Regions from separate parts of the Pan troglodytes genome. Here region 1 is linked to region 2. A link is a contact called in public Hi-C data. All regions are on one chromosome and are shown on one strand. Each heading gives the region's core, a stretch centred on a gene start, on an enhancer-like site or on the middle of the called end of the contact. The rest is flanking DNA. Distances are from core to core; before and after follow the strand shown. Region 1 has its middle 47 kb from the start of PLXNC1. Region 2 holds the start of SOCS2 (suppressor of cytokine signaling 2).

Region 1 (5,618 bases), core at 1,934-4,433, 530 kb after region 2:
TTAGAGACCAACCTGGGCAACACAGTGAGACTCCATTTCTACAAAAAATTTAAAAATTAGCCAGGCGTGGTAGCACACACCTGTAGTCCTAGCTACTCAAGAGGCTGAGGTGGGAGGATCGTTTGAGCTGGGGAGTTCAAGGCTGCACTGAGCTATGATCATGCACTGCACTCTAACCTAGATAACAGAGTGGACCTTGTCTCTTAAAAGAAAAAGACGTAATCAGGAACATGAGAGAGGGAGTGACTATGAGGCTATGTAGGTGGCAGAGCCACTGCCCACCAGGGCTTGAGGGAAGGGTGCTCTGAGGAGGTGATAGATACTTGAACTAAGGCCTAAGGCAGAGATGAACAAGCCATAGAAGGAGCTGCAGAAAGGGCCTTCCAACCAGAGGACATTGTGCATGCATAGGCATAGCTTTAGGAAGAGCTTGGTGTGTGCAAGTTGCAGAAAGAAGGCAGGTGCTACAGCCAGAGTGCGATGAGCGAGGAGCAGGTGGTGGAGGCAGGCAGGGCGGTGGGGGTTGTGGGAGGGCTTCTGGCCAGTTATGGAAAGCCACAGGAAGATGAGAAGCAGGATAACGATCTGAATGACATATTTCAAAGAGTACGCAGGCTGCAGCTGCGGGGTGGAGAATGGATTGTGTGAGTCCTCTTTCTCCCGTCTTTCCTTTGAGAATATCACAGGAAGGGCAGCAAAGCGCTCACCCTCACCTTTCCCTTACTCAGTGGGACTCTGGACTGTGGACTCTCATGATAGAGATAAACTTTCATTTTCTGTCTTGTTTAGGCCACTGTTAGGCTGAACCTCTTTTATCCTTTGACCTAATTATCAATGTCTGATCCTAGTTAATAAAGCTCTCACTTTTAGCTGCTCATAAAAGCTCAAACTCTGGGAACCACTAGTTCATACCCTCCTTGGCCTTTGGCATATTCTATTCCTCCTTTCGTCTCTAATGTTTTGCTTGCATCCTTGGCACAAAACACCCACCCAATACCTAGGAGGTGTTCCATAAACACTGAAGAGGAGGAGGAGGAGGATGCAGCGCCTAGAGGTGTCTTGTTGTTTTCAGACCTCGTTAGTCATCAGGTGTCAGAAGAAATCTGTAATGTGGATTTCATCATGCAAAATGGCTCACGCCTTGCTGAGTGGCACTCAGCCCAGGAGTGCGAACGGGGAGAGGAGATTTCAGCCAGACCCTGACTCTTGTTACCTTACCTGGGGATGTGCAGCCTTGAATGCACTGACTCACCATCCACTTCTGGGAGGCTATTATTTTTATCAGTTTGCAGCAGCAGGAAGTGAGAAGAGAGCTTCTAGGAGGGAAAGGATGCCTGAGATTCAGCTGAGGACTTCAGCTGGTTCCCTGTTGCAGCCTCCTCCAGAAGTCTCTGTTTTTCCTGTGTAGCGTTTATCTTAGGTATGACCAATTAACGTGTTTATTCAATATATCTTCCCTTATTAGACCATCTGCTCCACCCAAACCAGGAATCGACTCTGCCTTTTTCACCCTGGTACCTGGCACACAGAAGGTACTCAGTAAAATATCGGTTGAGAAATGAATAAATCAACCTTTTCATGAAGAGGAAAGAGATAAATAGAATCGGTTCAGCTTGACACAGGAAAACCCGTTTGTTTGTTTGTTTGTTTGTTTGTTTGTTTTTTGAGACAGAGTCTGGCTCTGTGGCCCAGGCTGGAGTGCAGTGGCACGATCTTGGCTCACTGCAAGCTCTGCTTCCCAGGTTCAAGTGATTCTCCTGTCTAAGCCTCCGAGTAGCTGGGATTACAGGCACAAGCCACCACGCCCAGCTAATTTTTGTATTTTTGGTAGAGACCGGGTTTCACCATGTTGGCCAGGCTGCTCTCGAATTCCTGACCTGAAGTGATCCGCCGGCCTCAGCCTCCCAAAGTGTTGGGATTACAGGCAAGAGCGACCGCGTCCGCCCCGCTTTGCAAGCTTTAAAGGAAATTATTTGTCTAATAGATAGGATTATTCCCTTTGTGGGTGAGCCCTGGCGAGAACCTCCGTCCTGAGCCAACTTCCTTAGCGGGATTCTCACCCTGCCAGGTAAGCTCCCTCTGTTACCAGGAGCTCCATAAAATGCAAATAAGTTTCAATATTCACTTAGGAAAATAAAAATGAGCAGTAAGTCAGCTAGGAGCAAAAGGAACGGGACATTCAAAGGCTGTGCCCAAGGTCGGACAGAAGTAGCTTTGTAATTCTCCCAGGGTAGGGCTGCAGGCACCTGGCGCTGGAGGCCCGGCCTGGACGAGGCAGGGCTCAGGGCGCGGCTGGAGGGGCTCGCCCGGCGGGGCGCTGGAGCGGGAGAAGGGCGCCCTCTGCCGGGGGTGAGGAAGATCAGTCCGCACGCGCGGTGCCTTGGTCTTGCAGCCTGTTCGAACCTCGCGCGTGGACAGCCACTTCTTCCACGGGGAAAGTAGGAGGGTGGGGGCAGAAAAACCAAACTCCTGCCAAGAAGGTGCTTTGCACGAGCATTTTGCGACCCCCTCCCTTCAGCCCCGAACCTCCCCCTGGCACAAGTGAAAGGACTGTGGTCAATTGCAGATGCTGTCAGGAAGCCAGGTGCGTCCCCACTCCCCAGCCCTAAAATACAAAGAAAGAAGCGATTGTTTGAGACGATCTGAAGAAAGGTCAGGTCCTAACAGATCCACGAGACCTTCTTTTTCACCTTCCTCGTCTTGGGTTCTGGAGCACGGGCGCTGAATCAGCTGAATGCGGCCTGGGCATCTGGAAGTGGTCCTGAGGGACACCTCGCGGTGCAGCCCCCGGGACGACCCAGGACACCCTGGACACCCTGGACACCCAGGCCGAGAGCCGGGACCCGCCCACGCCTCCTCACTGCTGCTCGAGGGTAGGCAGGAGCACGCGGACCCCCGTAGGGGCTGAAGCGGGGCTCTGCTCCCCGCCCTGCGCAAGCTCCCGGCTCTGGTTGCTGGTCCACAAAATCGGGAGGCTGAATTAGCCGGTCGGGTGGCCCCCAGCCTTATAGCTTCGGATTCTGTGGTCCTATTTTAGACCCAGACTTGTCCGCGAAGGGAAATGAAGAGCCGCGGAAGGCTTGGAGCGTGAACCAAAAAACAATGGGTGGGGACCGTCTAACCAGCTCCCTTCCCTAGAAGGGCGGAAACGGCTTTCGAAGCACCCGCGTTTCTCTTTATTGAATCTTGAGTGACACCTAGTGGCCCATCTGCCTCACCGTCACGGCGATGCTGGCTGGTTTCACTGGGCTTTTCAGAAGGCGTGCTGGCCTGCCCATGGTTCTCGGCTAAAAGACTTTGGAGCGTAGGGTGCCGATGACGTTTCCTGGGACCTCCCGGAAGCACTTGCTGTCCCGTCAACAGCCCTGTACCTGCGATGCATGCAATTCTAATGAAAATGCCCTTCTCGTCTGGAGGGCTTGCTTGAGCACATCCTGAGCTCTCAGGCAGCAAATATAGAGTCGGGTGCTATTCCGGGAGCTGGGCACACAAAGATGACCAAGGCTTGGTTTCTGATCTCAAGAATCTCACAGCCCAGATGGGGGGAAATGGACCAGTAGAAGAGTGTGTATTTGATGCTGTGGGGTAGAGGGGGTGGACCTAGCTTGGCCTAGAGACATCAAGAAAGTCACCCTTGAGCTGAGTTTTGAAGATTAGGCAGAATTCTAAGATGACCCCTGAAGATTCTCAGCCCATCCCCCTCGCAGTGTACACACACCTTTGCCCAGTTATTCAATCAAACAATTTAGGTGCTTCTGTGAAGAGAATTTGCAGATGTAATTAAAGTTCCCAAATTAATTGATCTTAAGATCTGGAGATGATCCTGGGTAGGCCTAACCTAGCCAGGTGAACCTTTGAAAGGGACTGGATTGTCCTGGCAGAAGAGATTTGACAAGCGGCAAGAACTCATCATTGGCAAGATTTTCTTTGCTGGCTTTACAGATGAAAGGGGCCACGTGGCAAAGAATGCAGGCTGACTCTAGGAGCTCAGAACGACCCCTGCCTGACAGCCTGCAGAGAAACCAGCCTTCAGTCCTACCACTGCAAGAGCACTGAACTCTGCCAATAAGCAGGGAGTTTGGAAGGGATCCCCAAGCTGTATGAGACTTAGTCCCAGCTGACTCCTTGATTTTATCTCTGTAGGACCCTGAAGAGAGGACCCAGTCATGCTGCATTCAGGCTTCTGACCTCCAGAACTATGAACTAATAAATGGGTGTTTTAAGCTGTTATGTTTGCAATGTGTTATGAAGTCATAGGAAACTGATACAGATGGTCATTTCAAAGAGGAGAACCACATGACAAATGCTCAGAGCCATAAAGAAGCAGAGAACTAAAGTCATTCAGAGAACTAAAGACATTCGGCATAGCTGGACCATGGGGAGCAAAGGAGATGGTAAGATGTACTCGTGAGAACTTGGCTTTGGATCAGACAGAATGTGCCCTTGGGCTAGTTAACTTAGCTCTCTGTGCCTCAGTTTTCCCAAAGGTAAAATGGAATCATAATTATAGTTAAAACATAGAGTTGTTATGTTAGTGGCCCATAGGCATATAGAAAGTTCAGCACAGCCTTGAGATATAATAAGTGTTCCAAAAATGTTAGGTAGTAATAGCTTTAGTAATTAATCATGTAGTTAATGGACTGGAATAAGAAGAGGGCAAGTCATGTGGTTTTTACAGAGTGGTCTGGGGACCATCTGCACTGGATGATTCCAGCGGTGAGCTTATTAAAAACCCACATGCCTGGATTGTACCTTGGTCTTACCAAATCAGACTCTCTGGGGGTAGAGCCTGAGAATCTGCACTTTCAAGAAGCTTCCAAAGTGATCTTTGTGACAACCACCAAGCAAGAAATAAGAAGACTTGTAAGTAGGTCACTGTAGTAGTCCAGGCAGGAGTGGCTGATAAAATCAAGCAAGGCACTGGCAATGAGAACAGGGAGCGGGTGTGGCACTCTTTGAGGCAGGTGGAAACTACGGAACTGAGTAATCAGACAGGGGTGGTGGAAAGGAAGGAGGGCAGAGGATGAGCTGGAATCACCGTGGGGAGGTGAGTTTGGGGAGGATTGACTCAGATTGGGTCATGAGAGTCCAGACATCTGTGGGGTATCCAAGTGGAATGTCACATAGACAGTTAGAAAGACTAAAATGTAGGAGGTACATTGGTGCTAAAAATACAACGTTAAGTGTACATGAGTCCATGAAGTAATGGGATGATGCTGGCAGAATAGGAAGATGGTCAGGAACAGAACTTCAAATGTACCAGTTTTGGCCAGGTGCGGTGGCTCACGCCTGTAATCCCAGCACTTTGGGAGGCCCAGGTAGGCAATCATGTGAGGTCAGGAGTTAGAGACAAGCCTGGCCAACATGGTGAAACCCTGTCTCTACTAAATATACAAAAAATTAGCTGGGCATGGTGGCACGTGCCTGTAATCCCAGCTACTTGGGAGGCTGAGGCAGGAGAATCACTTGAACCCAGGAAGTGAAGGTTGCGGTGAGCCAAGATCGTGCCACTGCACTCCAGCCTGAGTGACATAGTGAGACTCTGCCTCAGAAAAAAAGTACCAATTGTGGGCGCTGGGGGACCTAAGAGACTGAGAAAGAGCCACCAGAATGGTTGA
Region 2 (5,376 bases), core at 2,793-5,292:
ATCATGATTAAGGAAAAAACTAGAGCAGGGAGGAAAGAGAAATGTGCAGGGGGAGGGTCAATTCTGAGTGAGTCAACAGGCAAGGTCTCACTAAGAAGGTGGCATTAAATAAAGATTTGAGGAAGTGAGGGAGTAAACCTTGCAGCTATCTAAAAGAAGAGCATGAGAGGTAGAGGAGACAGCAAATACAAAGACCCTGAAGCAGGGGCAAGTCTAATGAGTTCTAGAATTAGCAAGGAGTCCAGCGTAACTTGAACAGAGTGATCAAAGAACAGAGCAGGAGGAAATGAGGTCAGAGAGGTAAACAGGCTGGAGTGCAGTGGCACCGTCTCGGCTCACTGCAACCTCCACCTCCCGGGTTCAAGCGATTCTCCTGCCTCAGTCTCCCTAGTAGCTGGGATTACAGGCATGCATCACCACACCCGGCTAATTTTTGTATTTTTAGTAAAGACGGGGTTTCACCATGTTGGCCAGGCTGGTCTTGAACTCCTGACCTCAAGTGATCCACCCGACTCGACCTCCCAAAGTGCTGGGATTACAGGCATGAGCCACCGCGCCCGGCCAGGATTCTTTTAATCAAGTATGATGCAGCCATCGGGGTTGGAGCATTCTAGGAAGAGGGAACAGCATGCACCAAGGCAACAGGAAAGCACATAAAAAAGGAGTTGCTGGAAGATTCATTTCAACCCACTATCAAGTAGATATTAAACTTACTGTATAAAAATGTTAGGGCCAGGAGGGGTGGCTCACGCCTGTAAACCCGGCACTTTGAGAGGCCGAGGCGGGAGGATCGGTTGAACCCAGGAGTTCGAGACCAGCCTGACCAACAGGGCGAAACCCCGTCTCTACTAAAAATACAAAAACTAGCCGGGCATGGTGGTGGGCGCCTGTAATCCCAGCTTCTCGGGAGGCTGAGGCAGGAGAATTGCTTGAACCTGGGAGGCGGAGGTTGCAGTGAGCTGAGATCACGCCCTGCACTCCAGCCTGGGCAACAGAGGGAGACTTGGTCATGCTCCCTCCCCCGCCTCCGCCAGTTTTAGGAATAAATACCTTTTTATTTAAGCTAAAGTGTGGGTACACCCTTCCTCTAGGATTCTCCATCAAGGAATAAGAAGCCATATTAGGACAATTTAGAGGGCAGTTAACCCTAGTAGACATAGTGGTTCTTAAAAGGCTTGGGGCCTCAGACTGTACACAGGCTTCACATGGAATCTGATTTGTTCCTTTATCCCAGTCCCTCACCCAGAACCCGAATCTAGCCCTTCATGTTATAAAAAGGGCCAGAGGTCCAAAGAGGGTAAGTGCCTTGTGCAAAATTATTCAACTACTTTGTAGAGGATTTTAACTAGGGTTCAGTTAGCTCCGCCCACAATATAAAAGGCTCTTTCTAAAAAACGAAACATGATTAAGGGCACACGGCTCCAGCGTTAACAAAGCTCTTTGTTAGCTGGGAAATGCCCCCCTCCCCGACTCATCTGCTTATCATCTGCATAGAATTATGTACTCAAAAGCAGGAAAATTATTGAGAAAACCGTTGGTCCCCGGCTGCAGACCCCAAGGTTGGGAGCTGGTTCCCGTTTCCTCCCAGAGCCGGCAGGGGGGGCACCAGGCAAGGTTTGCAAGACGCGCCTCCCTCCCACCCCTCCCCCTTCCTCTCCCAACTTCCCATAGCCGCGGCCTCAACTAAAAGTGGCCATTGACCTTTTAAGCTTTCGAGCAGTGATGCAATAGAATAGTATTTCAAAGAAAAATGCTTATCGAAATTTTGGATCCGGTTTTCCCGTGATTGTTAAGGGTTTCTTTTAAAAAGTAGGTCACATTTCAAGTAGGTCATATTTCGGGGGCGGGTGCGCAGACAAGGAGATGAGTTTCCACTAAGGCCAGGGGGCCTCCAACGGGGTTGGAGGTGAGAATCCCAGGTAGGGTAGAGGTGCCGAGATCCTTCCGAATCCCAGCCCTGGGGCGTCAGCCCTGCAGGGAATGGCAGAGACGCTCTCCGGACTGAGGGAACCGAGGCCAGTCACCCAGCCCCTTCCGGGCGCGCAGGTAAGGGCGCCCCCTTAGCAGCCGGCGCAGGTGACCCGGGCGGGCCGCCGGGTCTACCGGAGACGTTGGAGCAGAGGGGAGGAGGAAGGGAGGAGCCAGGTGGGTGCGGGTGACAGGGAGCCGGAGCGCCAGGGGGAGGGGACTAAGGACGGCCGGCGCCGCTTAAGGAGGCGCTGCTCTCCCGCTCGCTGCCTTCCAGGACCTGATCAAGGGGACCGCCTCCGGTCCCCGGCCGTGGGCACCGGGACGAGCACGGCGTCCCCACGCCATCAATGTGTCTTAGAGCCGGAGAGTCTGGTTTCCGAGGACCCACAGTCGCTCCTGCACGCCCACCCCCCGCAAATGTGCGGCCAGGAGGGTCGCATCGAGGGGGCGCCGCCGGGATGTTTAGAGGAACCCACCCCCGTGGCAGGCCAAGGGCCAAGGATCGCTATCCTTCCCTGAACCCGGGCCCTCAGCTGGCCCGGGTAGGGGGCAGGCTCCGGCCGCCGAAACGGGGTTGGCTGTGGCCGGTGGCCGGGGACATCTCTAGCTTGCGCCCGAGCACCCCGGGGTGTGGGGCCAGAGGCAGGCCGACCCCGGCGTGCACACCGCCCGCTCTGCACCCGAGCGCTCTCACCCGGTCTTCCCTGAAGCCTGTGTATTGCGACCGAGCCTCTTTAAAGCAGTAGCGGGGCCCGCGGTCACGTGAGGCCGATTCCTGGAAAGTTCCTGGAAAGCCGCCTCCGCAGCAGCCGGGCGGGGCGCGAGCGGAGCGCTGACTGGGGAGGGAGGCGGGGAGCAAGGGAGGCGCGTCGGTCTGGGAAGTCGCGCGCACTCGCTGCTCCTGGGACCGACGTTTAACTCTTGCCAAGTCTCGTCGCAGCCGCCGCGGCTGGCGGGCCTTGGGCTTCCCCTGAAGCATGAGCCCTCTCGCCCGCAGCCACCCTCACCGCGTGGCCCGCGGACAGTGCGCGCCGGGGTCCCGGTGCACAGCCTCAGGATACCCCGTGCCCGCAGCTCGGGCGCCCGCGGCAGGTACCGGTAGGGGGGGAAGCCCGAAGGCTCCGCCCCGAGGAGAGTTGCCGGGGAGGGCGGCGAGGCGCGGCCGCGTGCGCCGGGGAGCGGCGGACGGCCTGGGCTTCCGCAGCTCGGAGCGCCGGGGAAGAGAGAGTCCGAACCGCGGCTCTGTCCCGCGGCCTGGCGTTGCTGCCTGCTTTCTCCAGCCCCTTCTCGGCGTCTGGAAGTGTCTGGAGTTTCTTTTTTTTATTTCCCCTAAACTGCCATTCAAATTAATAATCCTCCTAATAACCTGATCTCCCGCTTCTCCCCACCGGCCTGCCTCCCGCCCTCGCTCCTTCCTCCCTCCCTCCCTCTCTCCTTCCCACCTCCAGGGTCGCAGCCGGAGGGAAACCAGGCAGCAGTCCGAGGGTGGAGGTGTCCCAGCCCGTAGGGGGCGTCGCCGCGCGGTGGGGGATGGGGTCGAGGCAATGATCCTCAAGGCTTTTGTGTGCCCTCTGCGCACGGAACTCCGGCCGCCGCCTCCGAGCGCGGGGCTGGTTGCATCCCCGGGCATCTCGTTCCCAAATTAAACGTTAACGGGGGAAACAAGGGCAGACGCCCCTCCTCTCCCGGGCCCCTCCCGCCTCCCCTTTCCCCCCCACCCCCCCCCCGCCCCATGTCCGCTGAGGAGGCTGCCTGGTGCGGAGGCGGCGGCGGCGGCCGCGGCCGAGGTCGAGGTAAGAGTGCGGCGTTGGTGGTTTGCACTTTCCGCAGCGCTCGCGACCGCCCGCTCGGCCCCGGCCTCGCCTCGGAGCCCCGCGAGGGCTGCGCGCTCGGGCCGATTCCTCGACAGCGCCCGCGGCGGCGAGAACCACCGCAGCCATCCTGGTCCGGGAGCGACCGCCGCGGCACCCCCAACCCCGCCAGAGCGGGCACCAGGAAGCGGGGGGAGGGGAGCGAGGAGCCTCCCGGGCGGAGATGCGGCAGCTCCCGCACCTCCGCACCCCGGGTTGGTGCCTCGGGGCCCCGCAGCGCTTTAGGGCGGAGAACCAAGTTTGTGTGGGTGCTTCTTCCTGGGGGCCCTCGGGCTGCGCCAGGTGTGAGACCAGAATGCCAATTTGGGGAATCTCTCCTGTTCTTTCCTTTTTAATTTTTTCTACTTGTCCTTGACAAGGGCCTATTCCCACTGGATCTGCAGGTGACTATTTGCTCTTCCTAGGTCGCCAGTCTTTGATTTCAGCTAGTGACCCTGGGCGGGAAGACACCCTGTTCACCCTCATCCTGACCTCCGCCCCCCACCTCTTCAGCCAACTTTATCTTGGATCTCTGCTCTCTTTATCTTTTCTCTAGAGCTGGGCCAGGGCGCTAGCTGGAAGCTTGGGGTTAAATGGTGCAGGAACGTAGAGGCGGAGGAGTCCCTGGGATTTTCCACGTCTATTTCCCCACCCCCACCCCAGCCGCAGGGGTCCAGTTTGGACTGACCCAACCTCCCGCTTTCTCTTTGTAGGCGATCAGTGGGTGACCGCGGCTGCGAGGGACTTTGTCATCCGTCCTCCAGGATCTGGGGAGAAAGAGCCCCATCCCTTCTCTCTCTGCCACCATTTCGGACACCCCGCAGGGACTCGTTTTGGGATTCGCACTGACTTCAAGGAAGGACGCGAACCCTTCTCTGACCCCAGCTCGGGCGGCCACCTGTCTTTGCCGCGGTGACCCTTCTCTCATGACCCTGCGGTGCCTTGAGCCCTCCGGGAATGGCGGGGAAGGGACGCGGAGCCAGTGGGGGACCGCGGGGTCGGCGGAGGAGCCATCCCCGGAGGCGGCGCGTCTGGCGAAGGCCCTGCGGGAGCTCGGTCAGACAGGTAGGGAGCCGATCGGCCGCGACGCGTGCGGGAGGGGGCGCCTCCCCAAGGACGCAGCTAGGAAGCGGGGTCGAGGTGGGAAGCAAAGAATAAGATGGAAATACGTCCCTTGCTTCCAAGGGACCGCGGAGAGCACGCTCGCAGGGTCCTGGGTCCTTGGGAATGCGTAAGGAAAGTGGTTCTCCAGGGACTCAGGCCTGGCGGAACGCAGAGCGCGGGAAGGGCTTCTTGGAAATAGCTTCTTAGCACGCTGGAAGATTTACTGTTTTCCGCAGCTGCTCAGGGTTAGGCGCCCGGGCTCGAACCCCGGCCGGGGAAAGCGTCGGGCGCCTCCCTTTGCACGGGGTGCAATCAGCAAGTCGGTGCCGCGGGCCCCGCAGGCCCAGCAGCATCTGGCTCCCGGGCGGAGCTGCGGCTGCAGCCCAGGATCTTGGCGGCCAAGTTCAGGGACTGACACTGCCGCGAGGGCGGCTGCCCGGGCGTCGAGAGT

The links. Hi-C and Micro-C count contacts between places; a contact is called where the count stands out from the background.
Region 1: a contact with region 2 is called in a Hi-C map of stem cell-derived neural progenitor cells, with 12 times the contacts expected there. The contact joins the enhancer-like site here to the promoter of SOCS2 in region 2. A contact is called at or near these places in 4 of 7 Hi-C or Micro-C datasets (blood, induced pluripotent stem cells and stem cell-derived neural progenitor cells), 1 of 1 datasets of contacts at active chromatin or transcription factors (stem cell-derived excitatory neurons) and 1 of 1 other capture datasets (stem cell-derived neural stem cells).

Annotation. Positions count from the first base shown.
Region 1 is chr10:100,935,233-100,940,850 of NHGRI_mPanTro3-v2.0_pri, forward strand. No RefSeq gene overlaps it. Among named protein-coding and RNA genes, the nearest start is that of PLXNC1, 47 kb to the right of the region's middle. Within about 2 kb of position 3,184, at least 11 of the 24 cell types and tissues checked have an H3K27ac peak or open chromatin away from gene starts, as enhancers often do. A contact at or near this core is called in stem cell-derived neural progenitor cells and stem cell-derived neural stem cells, where this site is marked.
Region 2 is chr10:100,403,881-100,409,256 of NHGRI_mPanTro3-v2.0_pri, forward strand. It overlaps SOCS2 (suppressor of cytokine signaling 2), which reads left to right and starts at 4,043. Exons shown (of 4, transcript XR_008538550.2): 1 at 4,043-4,886.